2 separate regions of the Sus scrofa genome follow, and region 2 is linked to region 1. A link is a contact called in public Hi-C data. All regions are on one chromosome and are shown on one strand. The core of a region is the stretch at or near the end of the contact, and the rest is flanking DNA. Distances in the headings are between cores, read along the strand shown. Region 1 overlaps LOC102166974 (a long non-coding RNA gene). Region 2 overlaps TRIB2 (tribbles homolog 2).

Region 1 (7,736 bases), core at 2,381-4,880:
TCTCTTACTTGTCTTTCAAACACCACATCAGATTGTCACCTCTTCTAGGCAACATTCCCAGGCACCTGTCACCCTTGCTCCCAAGGCTACAATAGTTATAACTCTGCGTCCCCTCCATGGCATTCATTCATTCATTCATTCATCCATTCAGCAATGCCTCTTAGGGAGTTCCCGTCATGGCTCCGTGGCTAACGAATCCGACTAGGAACCATGAGGTTGTGGGTTTGATCCCTGTCCTTGCTCAGCGGGTTAAGGATCCGGTGTTGCCGTGAGCTGTGGTGTAGGTCGCCGTCATGACTCGGATCCCAAGTTGCTGTGGCTGTGGTGTAGGCCAGAGGCTACAGCTCCGATTAGACCCCTAGCCTGGGAACCTCCATCATGCCGCAGGTGCGGCCCTAGAAAAAGGCAAAACCAAACCAAAACAAACAAACAAAAACAATGCCTCTTAAAGTTGTATTCGTTTCCAGGCTCTGCTGCAAATGCTAAAATAAAACTGTAAAAAATCAAGACACATACGGGTGCTCTTCTCATGGAACTGACACTTGACAGGGAGGGGCACTTAAGAATTAAAGATTCGATCACACAATTAAATAAGGAATTACAATTGCTATAGAGGCTATGAAAGAGACGCGTAGCGGGGCAGGGAGAGTATAGATGCATAGCAGTATATCTCGTTTGGGGAATCCAGGAAGGCTTCCATGAAGTGATGATGTATAGGCTGCTCTCTGAAGGATGATAGACATTAACAAGATGAAGGGGTGGAGGTTTGGAGGAAAAGGCAGGGTACAAGGAGCCGGGTGCCAAGCAGGAAGGAGTAGGTCTTGCTGCAATAAAACTGTGAGGGCTCTTTGGTGTTGGAATAATATGGAGAATGGGGAGCAGGGAAGCTCCTGGTCCCTGTGGGGGAGGAAATCAGGGACTGCGTCTTATCGAACCCTGAGGCCATGTTATAGGCTTTGTCTTTCTCATAAGAGAATGTAGAAGCCACTAAAGAGTAACTTTAATGCAATACATCTGTGACTAGTTCGATGGTGAGCAAGTTGCAGCTTGCAGGTCAAGTCCAGCCCACCACCGGCTTTTATTAGAACACAGCCATGCTCTTTTGCAGCTTACTTAGGGCAGATTTTACACTGTAACAGCTGAGTAGAGTAGCCGCAATGGAGACTGTATGTGTTATAAGCCTGAAATACTTGCAATTTTGCCCTTTACAGAAATGCGCCACTGGAATTGATCAGCTTACAAACAATGCAGAGACCTATTTGTGCTTTCCATTTGTACACTCATTTTCTTTCCCCATTGTTAGACTGCGAGCTCCTTTTGGAACAAGGACTATAGCCTAATACATTACTGTTCAGTGAACACCTGATTGAGTCAATCCTGCTCATTTACCTCCTAGAGGACCTACTCCAGCTGTGAATGTATCTGATTTGGAAATTAAGATCAAGAGAGTTTGAGGAACTGTCTCCAAAACATCCAGAAAGTTAATATCCATGTTGGGTCTTCCATTCAGGCCTCTTGATTCCCATTCCTGTCCTCTTTGTTCTTACTTTAATGCAGCTGTCCAAATTAGTCTAAAAATAAGCAATAATTTGGGTATCACTAGAACCAGGAAACTGGAGACATATACCTACTTATAGAGTCATACTTTCAGAGTCATGATGACTCATCTAGGAGAAAAACATACCCAGATCTGTGTTTAAATCTGTATTATCATCATGCCTATAAAGCAGACGTTTGTGCATTATCTTAGCAAGCCGAGCTCAATGAAACAGCCTCGGAAGTTTGGAGATTCTGTGAGGAGTCCTACAAGGAGGTCAAAGAGGCAGAAGGCTCCGTATTGCTGTTCCATATGCCTGGTTGCCCTTCCTATTAAGGGGCTGGAAATATAATTAGGAGACAAGCACCACAGATGCTGCCGTTTACAATAACCAGAAGAAACCGCTGAAACGGGTAAGACATGAAAGGATAATTTTGCTTATACAAAATAGCAGACTGCAAACGAAAACCAAGAAAAACAAACAGGCAGATGGAAAGAGTGGAGACGGCATTGGCACAGCTGTGAGCAGGATTTAGACACCCAGATGCAATATAATCCGGGGGGAGGGGTGAGAGAGGAGGAGAGTCTGAAAAAAAAAAAAGGTCCAGAAACAGAAAAGACACTGGAGAAGAGTGAGTGGCTGGGCTTTCCACCTGCAGGTTAAGCTTCTTCACACCCACCCCCTCCTACCCTGGCTCCCGAAAGTCATTTCCTGGGGGCTGGGAGGAGTGAACCCAAGGCCAGAGCAGATAAACAGGCATCCTTCCCAACAGAGAAGGCGGCAGTAAAATCAAACGCTATGATTGTGGAAGAACGACACAGCCATTACCCAGAAGAGGGTGAATAGTGGTGTTTTGTTTTATTATTAGCAGCATTATTTAAATAACAACACACGTGCAGGGCTAGATGGAGCCAGGGGCGTAGGGAAGAGCAAGAGAGGGTTACCCTGCGCATGTGCATGGGGTTTCTACTCTGCACTAACCACGGATCCGTTCTGTTAATTCCCTTTGACCAACAAAGGCAAAAAACTAAGCGATGCATTGTTTGTCTTATTTTTAGGGTTTAGGAAACTGAAGATCTAAGGGGAGGAGTCACGATTTATTTAAACTTTGGTCTTTTGTTGTTGTTGTGGCAAACTTTTTTTTTTTTTCCCCACCCCACGGCATATGGAAGTTCCTGGGCCAGGGACTGAATCCAAACCCAGCTGTGATGACCTACGCCAAAGCTGCAGCAACTGCCAGATCCTTTAACCCACTGTGCTGTGCTGGGGATCGAACCTGCACCTCTGCGTCCACGGAGCTGCTGCACTCAGGTTCTTCTTTTCTTTTTTTTTTTTTTTAATGACTTTTATTTTTTCTATTATAGTTGGTTTACAGTGTTCTTTCAATTTTCTACTGTACAGTATTCTTTTCTTTTTTTTAAGGGCCGCACTTGCGGCATATGGAAGTTGCCAGGCTAGGGGTCGAATCAGAGCTACAGCTTCTGGCCTACACCACACCACAGCAACTCGGGATCCAAGCTGCATCTGCGACCTACCCCACAGCTCACCGCAACGCCAGATCCCCGACTCGCTGAGCAAGGCCAGGGATCGAACCTGCATCCTCATGGATGCTAGTCCGATTTGTTTCCACTGCGCCACAACCGGAACTCTTGCACTCAGATTCTTAACACACTGTGCCGCAGTGGGAGCTCCTGAACTTGGGTCTTTATGATGTGCCAGCGGGTCTTCTCCAACCGCTGAAGTTCAAACAAGTCAGGGCCATCAGAAGAAACACTTCTGTTTTATAAAACCAAACTGGACCCCGAAAGGGAGCAGTGACGGGCTCCTTATCAAATGGTGACTCAGAAGAGAACGTTCTGGTGGCCAGCAGAGACTGGGAATGAGCATCCTACTCCGCCCACCCTGGAGCACTGTCTTCACTTCTCCCCCAGTGTGTACTCAGCCTTTATGCTTTTTCCTCCCCCTCTAATGTGTGAGCACTTGGAGAACAATATCGAACATTATTCATCCTCATCTCCCCAGGCCCGGGATAAGGCTGAGCCCTCCTTAGGCACTGCCCACCTCCGGGAGGCCCCGCCCATGTGGCCTGAGATGGGTGGTCAGTGAGTGATGGCAAAGGAGGGTCCTGCTCCAACCAGCCTCCACGTGGCTCCCAGTCCCAGTTCACACCTCCCACGTCTACATTCTCAGGGCGCCCTCTTCCCCGGGACCTCAACACACCGCCTTCTCATCACCGTCCTGGGTACAAGGCTTGTATTTATCCCCGGAGCTATTCATGCCCAGGAATGGTTTTCCTCTTAGCTTCTTTGAAGTGACCTGATCAAGTGAAGTGAACACATACTTGGAACAGAATAATGTGCTTCCTTTTCTAAATAAGATCTCCTTATTTACAAAATGTAGCTCATAAAACATCTTTCACAGATAATCAATACTAAGGTTTTTTGTTTTTTTTTTTTTCCCGTCATCGATTGCTTGATTCTCTGTCCAGGGCTCCTGGTCAACATGATTGGGCCGGGCTCCTTCAGCGGGGGCGTGACTGCCTTCTGGTGGCAATGGGACCTCTCAGCCTGTTGCCTCAGGAAATAAGGCAGAGGTCCCATATTTTGGAGGATATATCTCTTCGTGGGAAGAGAAAAATCGTTGCTCTGCATTCCAGCTCCTGGGCCATTTGCACCAGCTATTTTGGGGAAGGGGAAAGCCAGGCTCCCAACCATTTCCCCAGAGAAAAGACACCAATGTCAATGTCAGCCATTAGGAAACATCATTAAAGCAGATGAGAAACGGGCTGTGGACGTTTTTATGAGCCCAGAATACTCTGCTTGGAGATTTTATGGCGACCACAGGAAGCCGGGGAGACAATGACATCCACACCCTTTTCTAGAGTCTGGTGAAGAGCCTTTTTTTTTTCTTGTGCTCAACAGAGTGTGTTTTTTGAAAGGGAAAGTTCCTGTTGGGGGCCACATCCAGCTAAGCCTTATTCAGAGAATTTGTTGATCTGTTAGAGATGGGATTCTCCAGGCCAAGTAGCTGTGGGCTCAGTGCCCAAATCCTTCCAGAACTGCAAAGAAGATTCTTCTTTTTGATTCCAGGATCCTCTGGGAACTAGTCTTTGGAGATTGCTGTTCAGTTGAAATCTCTATGTTTGCAACACCCATCTGTCATCTCTATATCTTTGTTTTCTTCCTTTTTTCACATGGCAAAATGAAGTTCAGAAAGGTTGGGAAACTTGCATAGACACATCAATGGTAAGCAGTGGAGTCAGAATCTTTGACTCCGCCTTTTCTTCTGTTCCATCATGTTGCCTCTCTACCAGGCCCAGAGATGCAGATTTAAGGCAGGGATAGGAAAAGGGCTGCACAAATAAAACTGTCCCCAAGTGAGGTCTCCAGGGTCTATGTTTAGGTCTACTAGCTCAGCACAAATATTTTGCTCTGAAAATCAGGAGTTGTGTTTTTAAGGCATTGATCTACACAGTGAAATAAGAGGGAAGTTCTAAACAGTTTGCTTTCTGCCATCATAGTATCGCAATGGTGTCTTTTCCCTGGAGTTCTAGGAGAGGGAAGAGACAAATTATCCAGAATATTCCTGAAATGCAGAGCTTTCCTTTTTATATTGACATCTTGTGGCTGTCCTGTGTTACTGCAGTCTGCATTGCCTCATGAGCCGAACATTTAATTTTAGTAACATTTATTTTACTCTTCCATGCATGAATTGAACTAGGCATTTCCAAGCACCTGGTAGGTACCAGGCACTGTGCTAGGCACTTGAGAATATTAGGATAGACTTACAGAAGAACCATGGGAAAGACCAAAAGACAATACTACAGCAGCTCACTACTGATGAATACAAGAACTATAACTCAGGGAGCACCCGCCCTGCAGGGTATCAGGCACTCAGTAATAACTATCTGGTCTGTAATCATCATCTCACCATCTCTTCACAAGGACCCGACCTGGTGACTACACTCATTCACATTTCAGATTTGAGGAAACTAAAGTGAGATGAGATTATTCAAATTATCCAAGTTTAAAAAAAGCTTGTAAGTGGTGAACTTAGGTTTTTGAAAGCTGATTATTCCTATCTCAAAGTCAGAATTACACTCTTCTGTGTGCAGATCACAAGTACTGATTAATTCCAATGATGAGGTGACATTGGAGAAGGACTTAGAGAATGGCCATGTTTCTTCTGTGAACCCATGAAAATTTAACCCATGATAATATTAGCTTATCGAACTTTCCAGATGTCAACCTGTTAAATTCTATTCAGCTTAGCGTAATTGCCCCACCAAAGGAAAAACAAAACAAAACAAAACAAAAAAAACACCTCTGGTAATATCGTCATGCATATAATTTAGCTAGATTTCCTGCACAAACTGATAGATACCTGCATTTACAAGCCATTGGAAGTACTATATTGTAGCCTGCTTATTTTATCTAATACATTAGATTTCTATTGCTATCTACCTAATTACCACAAACTTTGTGGCTCAACCTTTTATCTCATTGTTATCTAGATCAGCAGTCCAGGCAGGCTTGATGGGCTCTGTGCTCAGGGTCTCAAGGTGACTGTGGGGCTGAGTTTGGGGCTGGACTCTCTGCCTGAGACTCTGCTTCCAAGCTGACTCAGGTTGTCGGCAGAAGTCAATTTTTTGTAGTTGTAGGACTGAGACCCCCTTTTCCTTGCTGGGTGCTGGCCAGAGACCACTGTTCATACCCAGAGGCTACTCTCAGGTCCTCGTCAGTGGCCCCTCCATCTCAGCCATGGAGACCTCCCCCGGCTCTCAACTCCCTGCCTTCCCCTTCTGCATCAATTGGCAGAAATCGCTTTGTTTTAAAGGGTCCTTAAATTAGGTTCATTCAGTTAGGCCCCTGGATAATCTCTCCTATGTTAAGCTCAACTGATTAGTAACCTCCATTACATCACAAAATCCCTTTTGCTGTATAATCTTACATACCATGGGTGTGCCAACTGGGGACCAACGTCATGGGTCATTTTATAATCCTTCCTACTGCATTTAACAATTATTCTTTCTACATATATTTTTTGGAGGTCTCCTCACAGCTCCAAAGCTATGACAGTGAATTAAACAGACGAGCCCCTGATTCATGCAGCTGATAGACTGATGTTCTGGAAAGAGAGATAATTTGCATTTCCTAAAATACCTTGTGCTTTTTCATTATTTATGGCTGCCTCATCTCATTATATAAATGTACCACAAATTAAATAAATAATTCCAATTACTGGACAATTTATTTTTTCTTTTGTTTTTTGCTACGCCTGTGGCATGTGGAAGTTCCCCAGGCCAGGGATGGAACCCAGGCCACAGTGGTGACAATGCCAAATCCTTAACCCACTGGGCCACACAGAAACGCCTCTGTTTTTAATTTATGGTATATGTGCTACCAAAGCGAGCACCTCTGTGTTTAATTTATAAACAACCCTGAAATGGACATTATTTTACCAGACAGATGCCTGCAGATGGAAGATATGAGCCAAAGTGTTTGACTTCTTTATTTATTTATTTAAGGGCCACACCTGTGGCATACGCAAGTTCCCAGGCTACGAGCTGAATCTGATCTGCAGCTGCCAGCCTAAAAACCACAACCACAGCAACACTGCATCCAAACCATATCTGTGACCTACACTGAAGCTTGTGGCGTTGCTGGATCCTTAACCCACTGAGTGAGGCCAGGGATTGAACCTGCATCCTCATGGGCACTATATTGGGCTTTCAACCCTCTGAGCCACAAGGAGAATTCCTGAAGTGTATGATTTTGATACCTGTTACTAAATTGCTTCCTGGAACGCCTGAACCAATAAACATTCCTGCCCACATTGCTATTTTTTGTTTCATCTTTGCAAATGTTTCTAGTGAAACTGAACATTTTATACACACACACACACACACACACACACACATGTAGAGAGAGAGAATATTTGTAACTCTTTTATGTTTTTCCTGTTCACACTCTTTGCCAATTTTTCACTAGATTTCATTTGTTTTCTATATGATTTTATTAGAGTTCTTTAAATATTAAGGTATTAACTTTGCTGTCATATACACTGCAGTTTTATCTCAGTTCATTGCCTTTTAATTTTATTTATGACATCTTTTAATGGAAGAGATTTTTAAGATGCAACATTTATTTATGTTTTTCTTTATGATTGTGCTTTTTGGTAAAGCCTTTTTCACTCCTT
Region 2 (7,736 bases), core at 1,855-4,354, 170 kb before region 1:
TTTTCCTGGCACTGAACCCGGTGTGACCAGCAGATCCAGACCCTCCCCGCCGCCGCCGAGAGCTCAGCCTCTGAAGGGACGAGGACCGAGTGGCAGATGGATCGGCTTAGGGGCAGCAGAAGTCAGCAGCATGAGTGGTGGGTTTTTGGTTTTGTTTTTTAAATCTCACTCTCAAATTCATGAAGTATTTATGTAGCTCCTGAGCTCTTGTCTTGATCTGAAGGAGGAGAGCGGTGAATTCTGGTGAAGGGGGTGGGGGTTGATTGACAAGGTAGAGATCTTGGCCATTTTCCAAGGCCTCTCTCTGTCTCTGATCCGGAGAAGGGTTCCAGAAGAGCGTTGTGCATGGAAGGGAGGTCGCTGCTGCCTGGATGGGAGCGGGTGGGGGGTTACAGGGTGAAGGAGAAAGCCAGCACCTGGAAGGGGCTAAGAGTGAAAAAGGGCTTTAGAATTGGCTTAGCACAAAGAGCTCGAAGTGGTGAAGTCTGTCCCGTGAAAGGTCCTGGAAGCCACCTCTCCCTCCCGCCGCGCTGTCCGCGGCAGAACAGGCACCTGAGATGCTCTGACTGCCAGAGCCTTCACCGGCCCTCCATGCAATGCTAGGAAGTTTAATTCCTTTACCCAGAGCAGGGCCAGATGTTCCTTTAAAGAATGAGCCCACTGACTGACTGTCCCCTACTTTTGGATTGCGTGCCTGCCGGGTGGTGCTGGGTGCCAGTCTAGGGGCTGGAGGTACCGCCAGAAATGCCAGTGGTGTTCTCTACATTCCGAGTGACCTGGGCCACCTGCCCACGAGCCCCTGGAGGTGGGGAATGAGGCGATGCCCCTGCAATGACCAGCGGCATCTTGATACATGGAACCGACCTGCGGAACCGGGTCAATGTCAATGTCAGTAGGCCAGGCCGGGATGGGGGACCGGGGGGGGGCGCTCCTTTGTGTAGGCAAGGACTCTTTAATAAGGTGCATTTGAGCAGAGCCCTGGCAAAAGTGAGCGGTTCGCATATCTGGAGGAAGAATCTTCCTGGGCAGTGGCGGGGGCGGGGGGCTGGCTCGTGCAGCGGCCCGGGAAGGGCTGTGGTTAGTCAGTGTGTGTGAGGAACCGTTGCAGAGGCAGGATCGGAAGCGAGGGAGTGGGGCTGAAGCATGGTCACCCCACAGCCTCTGCAGAGGACAGCACCCCCCCCCTCCCCCCCGGCACTTGGATGATTGGATGAGCTGAGATAGCGCCCGAGGGTCTTGGCGGAGAAACCCAGCCCCAAACCCAGCCCTCTGCCTCCAAGTCTCCTTCCACTGGACCATGTTGCCTTATCACACAGGTGTGAGGCCTTGTTGTTGAGGCTCCCACCGCTGTAATTATTCCCCTAGCTTCTCTGCTGCCAAGACAGTGAACTCGGAGGTGAGGCGCCTGGCTGGTCCTGAAGCTGGGCGGGAGCGGCGGCTGCTGCTGAGGGGGGTGGGAACTGCGGAGAGAACCCCTCCCGGCCGCCTGTGGGTTTCCCTGACTCACCTCCAGTCTCTGAACAGCTAGTGAGGCCGGAGGAGGTCAGCTCCACCTGCCACCTTCGATTAGAAGCAGCAGAAGGGAGATTTGTTTTTAATCTGCTCAATTCCAGCTTAGCACATCCAGACTCTTCCTGTTTTTACAGATCAGGACTGAAGGGGGAGAGAAGGGCACGTACATTATGGATTATAATAGAATATGGGTGAGCAGATAAAAAGACGTGTTGCTATATATTCCAGAATCCCAGAATGTTAAAACTGGCAGAGACCTAAAGACTGCCTTGTCCAGATGGATGCATAACTTAATGCTACTGAAATGTACACTTAAAAATGGTTAGGATGGTAAATTGTATCTTCTGTATATTGTACCACAATAAAAAAAATGTTTAGTTAAAAAAAAAAAAAGGCTGCCTTGTTCAACACTCCGCTTTAAGACCCAGAACAGAGAGGTTTAGTGACTCCCTCACAGCCACACAGCAGGTAAGAGATGTAGTCTGGCCTGGAGTCTGCTTTCTGAGCTCCTAGCCCAGCACCTTTATCCAGTGACCACAGCTATTTCTTGCTGCCTGATGGAAGTGAGGGCAGGGAGGTTGTCTCCCCTTGGTGTTTGAAACTCCTGTGATCCAAACACGGGGTCTTGGGATCAGCCCAGGGTTCATCAGACCTTTTGATCTGGAGAACTCGCAGCCGTTCTCCTTGGAGTGACCTGAGGCTCGCCTCCCGTCTGTGGCTCTCTGAGGAGCCCTGGTGACCGCCCTGAAAGGCTAAGAGCTGCAGTTGGAGAAAGAAAGAGAAACGGCAGTGGGTGGACCCGCGTCACAAGCTCTGACTTAGGACTAAAGCCTTGCCGTGCTTTCTCTAAACACTTTTCTGCTCTCTGCTCCTTTGAGCCTCCTGACACCTCAGGGCAGCAGGGCCCAGGGTGGATGTTTTGATGGGTACTTTTGAGATGAAGGGACCAACTGCCGTGAGTGAAATGGGCCTTGTAGGATCTCCTTGGCACTATCCACGTGGTCCTGATTCCAGCCCCTCCCCCTGTCCCCTGTCACCTTGGTGGCAGGCCTTCGTCAGGGTGATGGAATGTGGCTGACTTGCCTGGGCCTGAGAACCATGGCCCTTGGTGGTGGCGGCGTTCTGGCCGGGGACCGGCAGGAGGATGTCGGTGCTAAGCACTGGAAGGTCATCACGCCTCACTTGCCACTCAGAGACCGTAGGGCAGGGATGCAGGTGGGTCTCAGGAGGTCCTGGGCTAAGGAGGGAATGCTGGCTGGGCCTGGGGCTCTGAACACTTAGTCATTTTGTGCTCGGTGATGGTATCAAGCCCTTGTGCATACAGATGCGTGTGAGGGTCCAGGCGCTTGGAGTTTCATACAGAATTCCTCCACCTCTGTTCTTCCCCCTTGTACCCAGGAGAGTCCTGCCTCCCTGTCAGCCAGCTTAGTGGTCCTTTGATGGTCAGGGGAAGATTCACACACACACACACACACACACACACACACACACACACACACGGCCTTGCACCCACGTGAGACATCAGAACCGCATGTGTGTTGGCATTGGTGGAGGGCCCAGGCAACCGAAGTCACGTGTGTCCCAGGTCAAGGACCAGACCCTGGAGTGTGATGCCCAGGACAGGAGGTGACTTCAGGAAATTTTGGAAAGAAGCTGAGGATGACTGTGGAAGGGCGGGGTGGTGGGATGCGCGTCTGAGCAAACATTCCCTGGCCCTGCTTGTGTCCTAAGAGAGGCAGCTTGCGGTAGTGGAAGGAGCAAGCTGGTTGCCTTAGAAAGACGTGAGGTCACGTTTTCTCTATTTCCGGACTAGGAGGCTTTGGGCAGCTTTCTCAAACTCACTGAGCCTCAATGTTCTGATCTGTAAAATGGGATAGTAAAATCCCCCACAACTAACAAAAGGACTGTTGTGAAGCCCAAACACCCTCGAGGGGCAGGTCCTTGCTCCTGCATTGTGTTGTGTTAGCCACAAGAGTGCCAGGAGTTCTGGACAGAGCTCCCGTGGGCTTCCCAGCTGGCCAGATCCGAGTTCAGATCTCACGAATCTCCATCATCACACAGATGACTTTAACAACGTTACTAAGCTCTTGGTGTGATTCCTTGATGAAGGTTGAGTCCCCCAGTAGATCATAAGTTCCATGCAGGGTCTTTGCCAGTCTTGTCTACTCCTGGGTCCTTAACGCCGGGAATAGGGTCTGGCACCTCGAAGGCACCCAGTAAGGAGTGCGTGGCTGGTCCAGTGAATGCGTGAATGGATGGATGACGCGATGGGCAACAGAGCGAGAGCTGTGATGCGATGGTGGGATTCCTGGCTCACGTCCTCCTCCCTTTCTTGCAGGACTCGGGTCAAGCTGGAGAGCTTGGAAGATGCCTACATTCTACGAGGAGACGATGACTCCCTCTCTGACAAACACGGCTGCCCGGCGTACGTCAGCCCGGAGATCTTGAACACCAGCGGCAGCTACTCGGGCAAGGCGGCTGATGTGTGGAGCCTGGGCGTGATGCTGTACACCATGCTGGTCGGGCGGTACCCTTTCCATGACATTGAGCCCAGCTCCCTCTTCAGCAAGATCCGGCGCGGCCAGTTCAACATTCCAGAGACCCTGTCGCCCAAGGCCAAGTGCCTCATCCGAAGCATCCTGCGGCGGGAGCCCTCAGAGAGGCTGACCTCGCAGGAGATTCTGGACCATCCTTGGTTTTCTACAGATTTTAGCGTCTCGAATTCAGGATATGGTGCTAAGGAAGCGTCTGATCAGCTGGTGCCGGATGTCAACATGGAAGAGAACTTGGACCCTTTCTTTAACTGAGCTCACGCCCCACAGAGACTGAGCAGGTACCAGGAGCGAGAGAGGGCAGCAGAGAGGGGTTCTTCCAGGGAACACATGTCGCCTGGCTTGGTAGCAAGAAAGACACTGACATTCACAGGCTTCTTGGTTCAAAGAGGGAAAACTGTCAAGGAGCTGACTGAACGTGTAGCATGGGGGCCAGAGGTGCGGGCTGGGGGCGGGCTCCGGGCTCCGGTGGGATGCAGGAGCCCCCTGGCTCTTGCCTGATGGAGCCCCTCCCCCGCCCTCCAGGAACCCCCCCCCCCGTCAGTTGGGCCGCTTCCGCCTCTCCCACTTTTCATTTTGTTCCAAAATAGTTGCAGATCCTGACAGAATCAAAACTCTGCCTCAAAACACACATCTTGGCATCGCACTGTTAGCATTTAACTTCTTGTCATGATTCAGGGAAGGTACCATTGGCCAAGGGTTTTTTGGTTTTTTTTTTCTTTTTTTTTTTCTTTTTAAACAAGCCAACCACCTATCTATAATTCAAGGGGTTCATTTAAAAAAAAAAATTCGGTGCACACAGACTGAAATGAAACCTGGGTGCTAAACTAAAAGAAAATAAAAGTCCAGTTTGTGTCTCTTAATTGCACTCTTCCACTCATTTCTTCTAAATCAGCTATTGAATATCCTGGTCAGGAAATGGCATGTTAATGCTTTACTCCCTGAAGGGGAAAAAAAAAAATCTCTCCTTTAACCCACTATTCTGTTTTGTGTCAACTGGTGTGGCAGGAAGCTATTAGAAGGCAAATTGCCAGATGCATGATTGCTATCATAGTTTAAAGAAAGGAAGACGAAAGGAAAAGAGAAATTCGACTCCTTGATTTTTTTTTTTCCCGTGTGAGTGATGAGGGCTGTGTTACAGGCGTGTCTCTTTGCTGAGACCATAGCCATGGGGTGAGATACCGGAAGCTCTTGGAGTCTGAAGCTTTTGCAACACTCTGGTCTCAACTAAACATTTTGTTTTATCGGAACGTTGTTTTATTGAAAACTCGTGAAACGAAGCAGGTTGTCCCACATGTATAAAATACAGGGCAGCTATTTAGTTTTCTTTACCAAGTATGATTCTTTTGGCTTGGAAAAGGCCCTTTGGTCTGGACAAAAAACCCTCCATTAGAGACAAGCGAGGAAAGGAAAAATAAGCTGAAAGCTAGGATGATAGAAATACAAACAGCTCTCTATCCCAATACGCACCTTTGTATTTTCAAGAACTCTTCTATTTATTAAGGAAAAATGTCACATTGTGATGTATTAAGCCAGTACTTCAATTACGGGTTGACTTGGGATAACATGTTACATGCTGTAGTTAACATTTATATATATTTTTTCCTTGTTCGAGTATTTCTGTCCCTGAAATAACCTTTTATTTGGCTTTTCTAGATAGCTTGATTTGATTTTGAGTGGCAAATGTTTTCCTTTTTTTTTTTTTTTTTTAAATGGCTTTTCTATTGCTGTATGATACAGAACTCTTTTTGGCATCAATATTTGTGTTTCCAGTACCTCAGTTGTTTGGACTTTACTGCCTGTATACGTTTTGTGAAATGGTCATGTTTTTGGGTAGGTGACACGTGGACTCTAGTATGTAAATGTTACTTGAATCTGTGCTTCATTATAGTCCGTGGCATGTATGTTCAGACCTTGGATGCTTTACGCCGACTTAGCAGGAGCCCCGCCTGATGTTCCCAGGAGGGCGGCCTAACCTTTCATTGTCAGGAGACAAGGAGGCCATGGATGTGCTCTTGATTCTATTTTGATCATGGGAGAGACAAAGGAGAGAGGTTTTCTTTCTTTCTTTCTTTCTTTCTTTAACATACTGAAGATGGTGCTGCGTCAAGAAGGACCTGTTTTTCTTCCCTCTCCCTTCTTTTTGGAGTACCCTGTAGGAGGAAAGATGGATGACATGCATGGTGGGAATCTGTGGCCTCTGGTGCTTTGTCCTGTATTTGGTTTAATGTTTTTGTCCTAATCTCTTCAATCAATAAAATTGTGCGTATTTAACTAAACTCGTGGGGTCTGGCAAGTGATGATTTTTGGCCATCAGGGGCTTGGGGCCTCCTCACACCAAGCAGGAACGCCTGAATTCTCTGAGATCATCACCCTCTTAGTAGAGTGAACCACTACTCCTGTTCAGCCAAAGCCAAAGCTCCCTTCCGGCGTGTTTGGGCACGCGCGGCCGGCGGACGCGGAAGTACTATCTCACGAAATCCACACCTTCGGAGGTCTGAGTTACATTCCTATTGCAGACTAGGAATCAGCCCGGAAGTTTACATCTCTTGCCTGAAACCACCTTCAGGGGAGTCAGGAACAGACCCCAAATCTGCTGAATCCCAACCCAAGCTGGCTACGCTTAAGATTTCCAAGCCCAGAATTTCCCAAGGCGAATGTCACAGTAGCTCTGGGGTAGCCAGGCTTACGTGGTCCTCAAGGGATGCAGGATTCTACACGATTCCCCAGAAAAAGCATCTGCCGCAAACCTGATTGGAAACCTCCAAAGTGGAGACCACTCTACTCAGAGAAATGCAGTGTCCACCCAGCAGCCCTCTGCTCGGTCATAGATTCGAGGAGTGACAGAGCAAGCCCACCCACAGTGCATCTCATTAAATAACTGTCCCTCCAGCCCACGGAGGGTCGGCTCAATTCTGAAAGCTTTATTCCGGCCTGCTCTGTCACTTCAGGGCAGGCTGGGAAAAGAGGCACAGAAACAGAAAAAAACCAGTGGGCAGAATGGAGCGGTGGGGAAAATGCAGGTTCATGGATGCCCGGAGGATGGGCAGCTCACCTGTCTAGGTCTGTCAGGTGGTGTCCTGGGAGGGGTGGCCACGGAATCAGTCCGGAAGGAAATGGCTTTGGGTGATGACGGAGGAGAAGAGCAGTATTCTAAGCAGAGGGAACCGCGTGAGAGAAGAATCTAGAATCTTGCCCAAGTGACCGTCCTCAGTGCCAAGCTGTGGATGGAGCTCATGAAAGTCCTTGCAAATTTGTGATTTGTGGCATTTGAGGGGATGTGGCCGAAGCAAAGGCTTTCTAGTTGCCTGGATGGGTCTTCTAAATTCATCAAGTGCCTATCGTCCAGTGACGTCACTCCATCCCCAGCAGTGCCTGACTCCTTGCCGGGAGCTGGGGGGTGTGTTCAGTAAACAACTGTTCACTGATGTATAATTTGTGCTGGGCACTCTTGTGCTGCTAAATGTCCTTCCAACGCAAGGTTTCTAAGAGGCGCGTCATTAGGAAATAGCCTTCACGAGGACGGCAGCCCACCAGCAGTGGCTTTTGCTGGGGGCACAGACAGGCTGATTCAAGTTCTTTGCTCTTTCCCTGCCTGTGATTAAGCACAAATGGGCCTGCTGCCTAATGAGTGCCTGTTTGAATTGTGTTCTGTCAAAGCTCCCCGTGTGC

What was found. A called contact is a pair of places that touch in the nucleus more often than the background predicts.
Region 2: a contact with region 1 is called in a Hi-C map of retroperitoneal adipose tissue, with 2.1 times the contacts expected there. The contact joins two enhancer-like sites. A contact is called at or near these places in 8 of 47 Hi-C or Micro-C datasets (fetal skeletal muscle, fibroblasts, heart right ventricle and 4 more) and 1 of 2 datasets of contacts at active chromatin or transcription factors (skeletal muscle).

The regions. Positions count from the first base shown.
Region 1 is chr3:124,001,910-124,009,645 of Sscrofa11.1, reverse strand. It overlaps LOC102166974 (a long non-coding RNA gene), which reads left to right. Exons shown (of 3, transcript XR_302682.3): 3 at 1-188. Among named protein-coding and RNA genes, the nearest start is that of TRIB2, 190 kb to the left of the region's middle. Within about 2 kb of position 3,630, at least 6 of the 83 cell types and tissues checked have an H3K27ac peak or open chromatin away from gene starts, as enhancers often do. A contact at or near this core is called in retroperitoneal adipose tissue, where this site is marked.
Region 2 is chr3:124,169,284-124,177,019 of Sscrofa11.1, reverse strand. It overlaps TRIB2 (tribbles homolog 2), which reads left to right. Exons shown (of 4, transcript XM_021087824.1): 4 at 3,851-6,343. The coding sequence ends at 4,319. Among named protein-coding and RNA genes, the nearest start is that of TRIB2, 23 kb to the left of the region's middle. Within about 2 kb of position 3,104, at least 6 of the 83 cell types and tissues checked have an H3K27ac peak or open chromatin away from gene starts, as enhancers often do. A contact at or near this core is called in retroperitoneal adipose tissue, where this site is marked.